2 separate regions of the Triticum aestivum genome follow, and region 1 is linked to region 2. A link is a contact called in public Hi-C data. All regions are on one chromosome and are shown on one strand. Each heading gives the region's core, a stretch centred on a gene start, on an enhancer-like site or on the middle of the called end of the contact. The rest is flanking DNA. Distances are from core to core; before and after follow the strand shown.

Region 1 (6,799 bases), core at 4,260-6,759, 380 kb after region 2:
AGACGCTTGATAAGTTTTTCAATGAGTACATACCTTGACAAGATTTTGAAGTAGTTCAAAATGGAACAGTCAAAGAAGGAGTTCTTGCCTGTGTTACAAGGTGTGAAGTTGAGTAAGACTCAAAACCCGACCACGGCAGAAGATGGAGAGAGAATGAAAGTCATTCCCTATGCCTCAGCCATAGGTTCTATAAAGTATGCCATGCTATGTACCAGACCTATTGTATACCCTGCCTTGAGTTTGGCAAGGGAGTATAATAGTGATCTAGGAGTAGATCACTGGACATTGGTCAAAATTATCCTTAGTGGAATAAGGATATGTTTCTCGATTATGGAGGTGACAAAAGGTTCGTCGTAAAGGGTTACGTCGATGCAAGTTTTGACACTGATCCAGATGACTCAAAGTCTCAATCTGGATACATATTGGAAGTTGGAGCAATTAGCTAGAGTAGCTCCGTGCAGAGCATTGTTGACATATTGGAAACATAATACATGTGTGAATACATAGACAAACAGTATGTCACTAGTATGCCTCTACTTGACTAGCTCGTTGAATCAAAGATGGTTAAGTTTCCTAGCCATAGACATGAGTTGTCATTTGATTAACGGGGTCACATCATTAGAGAATGATGTGATTGACTTGACCCATTCCATTAGCATAGCACTTGATCGTTTAGTTTCTTGCTATTGCTTTCTTCATGACTATGAGATTATGCAACTCCCATTTACCAGAGGAACACTGTGTGTGCTACCAAACATCACAACGTAACTGGGTGATTATAAAGGTGCTCTACAGGTGTCTCCGAAGGTACTTGTTGGGTTGGCGTATTTCGAGATTAGGATTTGTCACTCTGATTGTCGGAGAGGTATCTCTGGGCCCACTCGGTAATGCACATCACTATAAGCCTTGCAAGCATTGCAACTAATGAGTTAGTTGCGGGATGATGTGTTACGGAACGAGTAAAGAGACTTGCCGGTAACGAGATTGAACTAGGTATTGAGATACCGACGATCGAATCTCGGGCAAGTTACATACCGATGACAAAGGGAACAACGTATGTTGTTATGCGGTTTGACCGATAAAGATCTTCATAGAATATGTAGGAGCCAATATGAGCATCCAGGTTCCGCTATTGGTTATTGACCGGAGACGTGTCTCGGTCATGTCTACATAGTTCTCGAACCCGTAGGGTCCGCACGCTTAACGTTTCGATGACGGCTATATTATGAGTTTATGAGTTTTGATGTACTGAAGGTTGTTCGGAGTCCCGGATGTGATCACGGACATGACGAGGGGTCTCGAAATGGTCGAGACATGAAGATTGATATATTGGACGACTATATTCGGACACCGGAATGGTTTTGGGGGTTATCGGATATATACCGGAGTACCGAGGGGTTTCCGGAACCCCCCCGGGGGTTATTGGGCCTCATGGGCCCAAAGTGGTGGAAGAGGAGAGGCAGCAGGAGGTGGCGCGCGGCCCCCCTTGCCCCAATCCGAATTGGGAAAGGGGAGGGGGCGCGACCCCCCTTCTCCTCTTCTCTCCACCTCCTCCTCCCCCCTTCTCCTAGTTGGAATAGGAAAGGGGGGGGGGGCAAAACCTACTTGGAGTAGGATTGCCCCCCTTGGGCGCGCCTCCTCCTCTTGGCCGGCCCCCTCCTCCTTCCCCCTTTATATACGGAGGAGGGGGGCACCCCATAGACACAATAAATGATCAAGTTGATCTTTTAGCCGTGTGCGGTGCCCCCCTCCACCATAGTCCACCTCGACAATACTATAGCAGTGCTTAGGCGAAGCCCTGCGTTGGTAGAACATCAACATCGTCACCACGCCGTCGTGCTAATGAAACTCTCCCTCAACACTCGGCTGGATCGGAGTTCGAGGGACGTCATCGGGCTGAACGTGTGCTGAACTCGGAGGTGCCGTGCGTTCGGTACTTGATCGGTCGGATCGTGAAGACGTACGACTACATCAACCGCGTTGTGCTAACGCTTTCGCTTTCGGTCTACGAGGGTACGTAGACAATACTCTCCCCTCTCGTTGCTATGCATCACCATGATCTTGCGTGTGCGTAGGATTTTTTTTGAAATTACTACGTTCCCCAACAACAACAAATGAGCTCTAAAAATGCATAAATTATAGAGCCATCACTTGCAAAAAAAATTGTAGGTATGCGCTTAGAAAGTAAAGGAGGGTGTCTCTTGCACTACAAGCTCCTCGGGGCAACCAGTTTGATGATAGGCCTAGGGTTAATCCTCAGTTCATCCCCTTCTTCGGCGGGAGCTCTTCTCGAGCGCTTAGACTGACAACCTTTGTTGGAAGGGGCAAAGGTGCTCGCGGCAGGAGCAGCGTGGGAGAGGGACCGCTTTTGCTTTGCGGGGCGATGATCGGCGGCTGCATTGACAACGGGAGATAACATCCCCACACGGTCAAACATAATAGGCACTTTAGTGCCGTCGATGCCTTCTTAATAGAAGACCCCATCTTTGAAGATGAGGTCGGTATGAGGATCCTCGGTCAAGTCGAGGTCATCATCACGAACATGGAGCTTAGGTTGAGGAGCGGGGGAATTCACAGTCTTGATCCATCGCCTCCAATTTTGCTCGAATATGTTAAACGTCTGATCAAGAAGATAAATACCATCTTCAATAAATATAATGCAAGTAAATAAAACTTACTGCTTCAACCGGCTTATAGCTGGCAAAACCGTCGAACATAGGATCTTTGGCAAGATCGCCCCCTTCGCCCTTAAACATCGCCTCCAGCGCAGCTCCGATCTCTTGATGATTTGTGAACCCTTCCCTGATGGCGCAGGTCGAGTGGTTGGCCCCATTATATTACCACATGGGTGAAAGTGTTGCTGGAGAGGCTGGACTCCTCGGGCAAGAGCCACTGCCATCACATTGACGATGGTGAGCTTGTGATGGCCGAGGCAAGTGACTTGAGTGGCAAGCCTAGCCACCTTGGAGCCCCCATCTCGGGCTTGAGTCCTCGGATGACAGTTGTATCACTCTTTTGGAGGACCAGGAGTAAAGGGAGGAAGCCCTTGCCGAAGAGGATCCTCGAGTGGAACGTCAAAGATGTAGAACCATTCGTGTTGCCAGGTCTCGCTGTCCTCCTTAGGGGTGCTTGGAAGATACCCAACCCCAGCAATTCGGCACACCTCGGCGCCCCCTACCTCAAAGATGATGTTGTCCCGAATATGCGGGACCAAGCAAAAGTACTTGCACCACAGGTCAAAGTGGGTTTTACACTAAGGAAGGCTTCACATAAAGCGACGTAGCCGACTATGTGAAGGATTGAGTGGGGCGTGAGGTGATGGAGTTGGATCCCATAAAACTTCAGGAGACCCTGGACCTGGAGGAAGGGGTGGATTGGAAAGCCTAGCCCCTGGACGAAGCTTACCCGCTCGTCAACCTACAGCGCCGGGAAATTATCATTGAGCAGGTCGTCGTCCAAAGCAACCAAGCCAGGCCGAATCCACGCAAATTCTAGGTCAGGTAGGTATCCCCGGGTAGCAAGACGATTCAATTTCCCTTGAGCAACCAAGCAACTTTTCCACTCTGCTTCAAGGGGACCGGCGGGGCGAATTGACGAGCTAGGGATGTTCCCCATTATGTTGAGCTTTCGAAGCAGCAATGGAGGTGAGAAAGGAGACGAGATCCGCGTGAAGGCAATGGAACGAGTGGAAAGGATGTGAAATCTTTGACGCATTTCCTTTACTTTATATGGAAAAAAACTTGGTCGCGGGGTAATAGGACGCTGAGTCTTGCAGCGGTAAATCCGCGTGTTTCCCAGGTGTCGTGCCTTATGTGCGTACATAGATCGAGACAGGCGTTGATGGTGCCACTAAAGTAGAATTCGGGGCCATCATGACTCTTTTGTCTTTTGATTAGACATATGAACAGTGGGACCCTAAGGAGCGGTGTGTCCGAAGACTATCAGCTGGGACCCATGATTGGTCCTCGGAAGGGTCTGCTTGTCTCATAAGGTATATAGCTCGTCGTGAAAAACCTCAAATCCAATTTCCTCGAATCGAAAATTAATTCAAAATACTAAAATATCAAGCTCATCGAACTCGCCACCGAAGCCGAAGACCCGAGAGGATGTTAGGGTGTGTTTGGTTGAGGAACCAAGTGGAACGGAATGGAATGGTTCCATTCCATAGGAACGGGTTCGTTCTATTCCCGTGTTTGGTACCAACAAAAAAGCGGAACGGGTTGGTTCCGTTCCGGTGTTTGGTTAGAGAGACGGTATGAAAAATTGAACCACCTAAAATTCAAAATTTTGGCAGCATTTCATTTGTATTTTGAAGAAAAACAGCACGACAACATACATATCGACAAAAATCACACATATATGACATAAACCAGGCACAAACTTAACAGAAGGTAGCAAGTTCATCCATCAGATCCAAAAACAATTAGCCATACATGAGTTCACATACAAATCATCCAAAAGCAATCAGCCATACATGAGTTCACATACAAATCATACATGAGCTCTTCATCAAATTCTTTTAAATTGGAGACTACATCCCGTCAGATTCAGCCACAAGCTTCAGCCATCAAATTCTTTCAAATTTCACAAGAGCTTCAGCCACAAGCTTGAACCCACCAGATTTCATATGAATGAGGTCTTCCCTTCCTTATTATAGCCGAACAATGACTGACGTTGCGACTAGTGCAACAAAAGCAGCGGCTTCCACCAGATTTCACATGAACGTGGTCTTCGTGACCATGTACAAATGATGCATACTATCAAAAATATGGCTAGCAATGACTTGTAACCATGGATCTAGGTTGTACACAGCAGCACATATTGAAGTAAAAATTGGATAACCATGGATCTGGGTAGTGCACAGAAGCACATATATATATGAAACAAATTGAGGAGCGTACATGAAATAAAATCTGCCCAAACATGAACATATACAAAGATATACAAACGGGTAGTGGAAACCGTACATGGCCGCCGCCGATCCAGACCTTGCGGCAGCACCTTCGGTCGCTCCCTGCTCTCTCGTCGCCGCCTCCTGAGTGGTAACCGCCCCGCTGCTTCGTCGCTGGCTCGCTGCTGCTAGGTCGCCGCCAAGGTGCAGATGCGCGCCATCACAGAGGAGACGACGGGAGGAACGTGAAGTCAGCGCCGGGGAGGAATGGAGAAGGCAGATCGAGAGAAAGGGAGATGTGGGAGGGTGGCGACGCTAGTGCAAGGAGTTGCGAGAGGATAGGGTACGGGCGTGGGCCCTGTCGTTCGGTCGATTTCGAGGTATGCCTCGATTCCGGATAATGAGCGAATATTCCATTCCCTGAGACGAGTGGGTTCTGATTTGTTCGACTAACCATACGCGGGAATGAGCTGTGGGAACGGGTCGGACCCATGACGTTCTATCTGGTCACAGCAACCAAACACACCCTTAGAGCTTGTGAGAGGTGCCCTAGAAACCCTTGTGAGCGAGAGCGTGGAAGCATTTCCACGGTTGCTCTTGCTTCGGTGCAAACAGTGGAGGAGGTATGCCACGTCACCTCAGCAAGCAAACCAAAATCCCCCGTGACCCCGACTCCATCCAGCCTGCCTCCCCACCCCTCCCTGGTTGCTTCCCCGTCCACCCCCCCGATCTCCAGTCTCCACCTCACCTCCGCCGCCGCCGCCGCCGCGGCGATCTTTCTCGGTTCCCAGGTTAGAACCGCCTTCCCTCCCAAGAATACGCACTGTGTCTGCTAAGTCTTCTTCAACCTATACGATCCGGCTAACTGTCCCTCGCTACTCCACACAGGCGCTCGCGATCCATGGAATCCCGGTCGATCAACCTTCGGGGCTTCGCCGGAAGCGCAGGAAAAAATATCATGCAGGTGCACACCCCCTCCCCCCACGACCTTAATCGAACCCGTCCCCGACCGCTCCTGCTCCTCCCTGTCACCGACGCACCCTAGGTCGGAGCCCGACGAGGCGTTTCGCCGGTCGTATGAACGAGTTCTAGTCTCATAGGGTGTTATGTATTTTTTTTCCGTTTTTTAGCATGGAATGCTTCATTCCGTTGGAGCTCGTGCTCTAGTAGCAGTTGGGCCAATGTGATGCCATGATTTCATCACAGGTTGGTGGAGCAAGTTTGATGTTTATTAACTCCATGTTCTGTTGGTGTTGTCTCACAGGGGATTGGGGGATTCGTTTTCGGCAACGAGGCGTCCGAGTCCAAGGAAGATAGGTAGGCAATTCGGCATGAAATTTGTGTTCAGTCGTGTAATCATACTTTTAGGCCTATTGTTGCCTGAAAAACATAGCACCTGATTGGCATATGCCACTTTTAGCGAGTGACCCTCTAACTGCATTATGTTGTACAGCTACGTCGAGAGATTCCTTGACCGCATAAGCAACGGCACGATGCCTGATGATAGGAGGTCTGCCATGACTGAGCTACAGTCCCTCGTGGCGGAGAGCCGTTCGGCTCAGATGTCTTTTGGAGCTATGGGTATATCATTTCACTTGGGTCCTTGGTATTTGTACATTCATCTCTATGAGCGACTGATGTGTGATACATTCTTGCTAATTTGCAAAATAGGCTTCCCTGTCCTTCTCAACGTTTTGAAAGAAGACCGTGAGGATGTTGAGCTCGTCAGAGGTGCCCTAGAAACCCTTGTGAGCGCGCTGACTCCTATTGAGACGTCACAGGGACTGAAAACTGAGGTCCAACCGGCATCAATGAACTCTGATTTGCTTTCTCGAGAAACAGACAATATTTCTCTTCTCTTGAGCTTACTGGTGAGTTTACATTCTTTGCTTTTACTGCATGTAACTC
Region 2 (6,502 bases), core at 2,305-4,804:
GGTTTTGCTGATATCTACTCCCTTGTTATTCTGAAAATGACAGAGAGAAAAAGCGTTAACCATGGTTTCAACAAGCAGCCACAAGCTTAAGATATTACCTTGTCATCTCGAAGTTCTTCAATTTCGAATATTGGTCCCCTGCTAGAATTTACTTCTGCAGATAATGGGGTCATGCCATTTGTCTCGACTTCATCTATTCGTGAAGACGACACACTTGGTCTGAGACTTGTCTTCAGAGCATAAACCTAAATACAAAGAATGCTCATCTAAATATAAAGATATAGATAAGAAAAATTAAACTGATGACAGAGGAACATGCCTCGTTGCTGTAACGTCCACTGTATCCTCCAAATGACAACAGAAAGTCTTCTCCATTAATTGTGTGAAGTACTAAACTCGATCCCTGTGGTGAAGGAGATTACGGAGATCAGCGACAGCTTGGGTGCATAACACCATAGAATCACAATTAACTAATATTATAATTACAGTTAGCAGTACGACCATGTTAACTTCACTATTACGCATGGATTATGAGTACAAGGACTAGTCAAGACTAGTCTATGAGTCTCAACTTCAGGGCCGACTAGACTTCAGTGTCGATTAGTCTATGAATCACAACTTCAGTGTCGACTCGTGTCGATTATTCACGCTTAGTCTATGAGTCTCAACCTCGGAACGACTCATCGACTCGTAAACCTTGCTATTACGAGTTCCTTAAAGGCTTAGACTCATATAACATTGTTTTCATGAATCTAGTTGGAATATTCAATTTGAACTTCTTGAACCAAAAGACCCTTTCTCCATTTATCCAAACTGTTCAGAGAGTTTCCAAGTAACTATGCGGAACATATACGATGTTATGCAAAATAAAAGTTCACATTGCTTTACAAATTGAAAATAAGAATAAAAATGGCTAACCTCACTTGTAGGGGGAGCACGGCCTTCAAAACTAGTAACAACCGACCATACCAAAGTAGACATGTTAAGCACAAGCGTTTCTGGAACACCTGCAGTGCATTAGGCACATGTGAGTGATAACAGTTTTGTGAGCTGCTTTTAGAAATGGAACAAAGTGGAATAACCGATTATAGATGGAAGGGAGCTACATTCATTAGGTTACCAAATAGCGGAAACAAACGGACGCAGTAATGTAAAAAAAATCATAATATTTCAACCTTACCTTTCTTACTATTACCACCACCAGTGATAACCCAGTTATCGCCAACCGTTACGCCTGCATGCCCTGCTCTTGGTTCTGGAATTATACCGTGCTGCTTTGGTCTTGACCATTCCATCTGCAATTAACGGTAGGTGACTGGTTTGGAATTGCAAATGTACAATACCAGCGCTAGACAGAAGTCTCACTGTTTGCATGTCAAGGAGATATAGATCACTGAAACATGTAGAATGAGATCCCCCACCAAATATCAAGAGATACCGGTCTGCATAGCATGCAGCAGCATGCTCTGACCTTGGAGAAGGAGGAGTGCCTCTGTAACAAACAATTGTTAGATATCAATCTTGCACCTAAAAGCAGAGCCGGTTAATGCGTTTACTGCAAGTTTTATTTCATGTTCTAAATAAAGTATAATAATTGCCAACTACAAGTGACACGTGCTATAGCATTTTCACATAACTTTGAATTTTATTTCTCCACACACATATATATATGTAAGAATACCCATCTAAGAACTTTTTAACTTCATTTGTGCAATTTTAACAAATCCGCTCCATTTTGTTTACATCGATCAAACCAAATCCACAGAACTTACGTGCTCTCAAATTCATCCCAAGTCATGGTTTCGAGATCAAGAACGTGCAGCTCGTTCAGAAGAGACCTCCCACCACCTTCACCTCCAAACACAACTAAAGTGTCCCCAACACGAGTCACTGATTGACCACCACGTGAGCTCTAAACAAAAAGGAAAAGTACCATAAGATACATATTGACCAAAAAGAAGCAGCCTTCAGGGAAAAGGGGTGGAAACTTGCGACCCAATTGAACAGCATAAATACAGATTAAATATACATACCGGCGACTTCCCATAAGTACGCAAAATTGACCAAGTGCTGGTTTGCGGATCAAACTCCTTTACTGGTACAACATTGAGTAAAAAATATTAAGTTCTGGCATGACAAGATAAGAAGAGAGAAAAATGAGCGATGTATTAGGCTAACCACTGAGACTCTCTGTATGTTCCCTGGTGTGTCCTGCAACTGACAGAATCTTGTTTCCGGATGGAATCTACAGGGATTAGAAGACAGACGCAATCTGATAAAGTTATAATTACAACCATTGGAAAGTATACCAGTTTCACATCACTGATAACTACAAAGAGTACTTGATGATTACCAGTGAATGACCAGCACATGGAGCAACTAAAACTGGTTCAGCCGATTCTGATTGAATTTTAGCTTCTAGCTTTGACCATGACAAACTTTTGAAATCCAGAACCTTCGAGCAAAGAAGGATTCCATTGTTAAGTTGTGTGCCATCTTCTCAAAATATAGGAACAGGGGGTAACCCCCAAGGCAAGTAATTAAGGAAATCTAGGGCTCAACTAAAGGAGTAACAATTCCTCCCTAGAAATTCAATGACAAAAAATACAGGTAACATAGCTGAAGGCACAAGCAGCCCCTTCCACTGAGAATCATAATGACTAGTGTACCTGAATGTCACCAAGGTAACGGCCATTGTGGTTTCCACCAAAGACATACATCTTTTCCTGAACTACGGCAGCTCCATGCTGCAGAAGGTAATTGGAGCCAGTATGTCAGAGCCATCAAGTGAAAACAGCCCAGCACAAGATCATAAGGTATATAAAAGTTACATAAATAAAAATAAAGACCTTGTATCGAGGTTTGGGACGCTGTCCTGGGACTGAGAGAGGCGTCCACTGATCGTAAGCGGCCACAGAGCAGAGGCCTTCCATGGTGACCTCCTTGTCCTGAACATCAACCATCTTCTCGTTCTCCGCCACGACTACTTTAGGCTCTTCAGGTTTGAAATGCAGTGGTTCTTGTATGCTCTGACAAGACGAGAAGGAAAAACATGGTTGATACATTACAAATCAGTCATGATCAATTCAAGAAGATTAGCACAAGCGCTCACTAAGTGGCATCACTAAGCAGGAGAGAGACGCCACGCAGCCAAAAGCTGGGATCACGAGCTAGCACGCAGCCGAGCGAAGCCACAGCCATTCACTGAGCCCATGTACTAGTGCGAGCAACTCACCGGCATCCCTGGCAGCAGGTGCTCGAAGTCGAAGGTCCCGTGGATCCCCCGCTCGCGTTCTCCCAAGCCTCGGGATCTGGAGGAGGCGGGGAGGGCCGCGGCCCGTGGAGGCTTCTAGAAGGTTCGAGATCTGGACTACACTCTAACTTCGGCAGAAGCTTCTAGAAGCCTCGAGATCTGGCGGGGGGAGAGGGGAAGAGGACCGCTGGCCGCTGCTTTCACCCTCCGGCGACCCGCGCAATGGGAGATGACGAGGGGGAGCGGCGTGCCTCGTGATCCGTGCAGATGAATCAAAGATCGGGGCCGTAGGGACCGTTTGATTGCGACGGAAGCTTCCTCCACATCTGGTGGGTCACTTCAAATGCGTGCAGTGCAGCTCAGAATTTCCTGCCAACAATATTCGTTTTCTTCTTAGGCCCCTCCCAATGCTCCATCTTGTACAGGTGTTAAGGTTGCCAACTAAGTAAAAAATATGATGTGGCATGGTAGTTAGGAAGAGAGAGAGTAGTACTTTCTCCGTTTTTATTTAGTTCACATATTAGCTTTGGTCAAAGTCAAGCTTTACAAACTTTGACCAAATTTATATACAAAAATATTAAGATATACAATAATAAATCAACAACATTAGATTTATTATTAAATGTACTTTCACATCGTATAGATTTATTATGATAAATGTCTATTGTTTTCTATAAACTTGGTCAAACTTTACGAAGTTTGACTTCAATCAACTCTAATATGCAGAGTAAATAAAAACGGATGGAGTATGGTGACCCCAGGAAGAAACGAGTACCTAGGTGGAAGCACAATTCTGAGTCTACAACGAATTAAATGCATGAAGCTTAGCACCCAAAAGCTTAGCACCTTTGCATTGTAGGCATTTAATATGCTTAGCACCTTATCTAAGCACCTTTGCATTGGGAGAGGTCTGATATCTCTTTCTAGAAACAACTTTGTAAACTGAAAAACAAATATATTTCTAACTACAATCTCTGTGCATGATTTATTTTTACATGTAGGACCCATCGATTTGCCACGTCACAACTGACCCAAAATGGCATATGCGTTTTGAAAATGCGACAAAACACGAAAAATGTAAAAATAAAAAACGCTCATTTTTATTTAGGCAACACGGCAATGTACGGTTTCCAGTTTCCATCACCATCTCAGGCTTTCAGCTCAGCAGCAGCAGTAGCAACAACAACAAGAAAGAAAATAAACCTACGAAAACACTATGAAGAAACTTGTCTGTCCAGTTGTCCTCTAAGCAACTCATTTCGGGAGCATGAACAATCTCCACCATGTTGACAGATCCGCTCAAAGGTCCCGCCGTTCGTCTTTCTTTTCGGTGCCTTCATCCTGCGGCAACGAGACAAACTGCACGATTCCATGGACCACAGAGGCTTCGACTCTGAACCTCGAAGCGATCTGGTCCACACTCATCGGGCCGCGGTGGCTACTGGACTTTCCTTGGTACAGCTGGATGATCTCCTGGATGTGCCCGACGTTCAGGGTTCCTGGAGGTAGCTGCCTGCTCTGCCCGGGTTCGGGTTCAGATGTTCTCACCTTAGGAAGCGGCCTGTTGTATCGCTCTACGACGGAAGCCTGCAAGCACAAGCCTCTGATTAGATCACTTCTCCCGAAAAACTAAGGAAAGTTCAGACTCAATAGAATGGTTGTTTAAGCTCAGCTCTTTATAGGTTTATGCAGTGCAATGCAATGAAATCATCAAGGGGACTATGGTATTTTAGCCCAGGGAGAACAATGTAACATCACATGACTCACTTCACCCATTTCTGGCTTTCCTCCAGGCTTAGTAGTGATTCTCCCAACCATGTGCTTAAGCATGTCATCATAACTTGGATCACGTTCTACAAGTACACCGTGGGCATCTTTTGTTGATGGTGTAACAGCTGCAGTGCATTTTCAATAGATAAATAAATCATACACTGATAAATGAAACATTGACAACAGCAATTTGAAACCTATTGCAAGGTCACAGTGCTTTGGTAAATGCCAATAAAGCTTGCACTGAGACTATGTCAAAATCAAGATGGTGATGTAGCCCATAAGCTTATTTAGAAAGAAAAAAAACTATGGTTCCATTGGACCTAAGAAAAGAAGACGCAACTTTTCATAAGGGGTATCAGTTCTTTGCCAGCTATTATCATGCAGAGTAAAGAAGAGGTATAACAGCACATCAAACTTTACATGTTCCATCAGTTTTCACGGCCAAGAAAATTATGATTGAATGAAGCCTACTACAATAGCCAAATCAGCTCAAATACTGAGTTATTATTCTGAACTCCCTGGTGCTCCATAATCCAAATCAACTCAAATATTAAGGAGTTATTACTCTATTCTTGGCTCCCATTGAAATCATTACCCCACTACAAAGAAACGTGTCACATTTACAAGTCATGTCACCCTTATAGTTAGAATTTTTATATATGATGAAATTTTCAGCCTACCAAATAAAATAATTAATTGTAGAAAGGTTTTACGCATTTGTGTGTTCCTAGTCGAATCTAGGTAGTAAAGAAACATTCAGGCGCCATCTCCCGAGAGTTAGACATCCACAACTAGACCCCTCACCCCCCCACCCCCACACACACACACAAATACGCCCGGACGACCCGGTCACGAAATTGGCACCCAACCAGAACCCCTATACCCAGCCCAAACGTCCGGGACCCCCCCCCCCCCCCCCCCCCCAAACCCAGCCCATATTTGGAGAGGATATGGGGAGGCCCGGACACGGCTGCCACGTCAGACTGACTGGTGGGACCCACACGGAAACCCATCAGTCCGCCAGGAGGTCACCGGTCCGCATTCATCTCACCGCTCTGGCGCACCACCCGAAGGGCCAAATCCGGCTATTTAAGCCGGGCGGCGAGGCTCAACCCTAGCCATCCCCATTTCCTCCCTCTCCATCCAGTCCGTGCCGCTACCGCGATCCCACCTCCCTCTCCCTCTCCGCTCCGACCTCACCGTCTGCCGGCCACCATGGTCCAATGCAAGCTGACCTACTACAAAATGTTGACCCCGGAGCGTTGAGCGGAGACCCAGGTGGAGATGCGCATCGTCTAGACACGTCAGAGAAGGCCAGATTCAGCATGGAGGGCACACAAGCGCAGCTCGAGTTCGCCCAAGCGAAGGAGGTGGCAGAGCAGCGGCCATCCTCAGAGTCCATCCAGTCCGAGCTGGAGGTGGCGGCCAACTGCCGCTTCATTCAGGCAGCCGGCGTGAAGCATGAGGAGCTCTTCG

The links. Hi-C and Micro-C count contacts between places; a contact is called where the count stands out from the background.
Region 1: a contact with region 2 is called in a Hi-C map of leaf, with 5 times the contacts expected there. The contact joins the promoter of LOC123102630 here to the promoter of LOC123102627 in region 2. A contact is called at or near these places in 3 of 5 Hi-C or Micro-C datasets (all in leaf).

What each region holds. Positions count from the first base shown.
Region 1 is chr5A:131,824,395-131,831,193 of IWGSC CS RefSeq v2.1, forward strand. LOC123102630 (golgin candidate 6) reads left to right here and starts at 5,510. Exons shown (of 19, transcript XM_044524048.1): 1 at 5,510-5,682; 2 at 5,780-5,855; 3 at 6,156-6,208; 4 at 6,345-6,472; 5 at 6,563-6,762. The coding sequence starts at 5,793.
Region 2 is chr5A:131,441,613-131,448,114 of IWGSC CS RefSeq v2.1, forward strand. It overlaps LOC123102627 (acyl-CoA-binding domain-containing protein 6), which reads right to left and starts at 3,555. Exons shown (of 15, transcript XM_044524044.1): 1 at 3,236-3,555; 2 at 2,850-3,029; 3 at 2,670-2,747; 4 at 2,354-2,455; 5 at 2,179-2,245; 6 at 2,034-2,095; 7 at 1,773-1,912; 8 at 1,366-1,492; 9 at 1,181-1,295; 10 at 919-1,007; 11 at 320-403; 12 at 99-245; 13 at 1-30. The coding sequence starts at 3,241. LOC123102629 reads right to left here. Exons shown (of 3, transcript XM_044524046.1): 2 at 5,021-5,148; 3 at 4,332-4,840. The coding sequence ends at 4,553.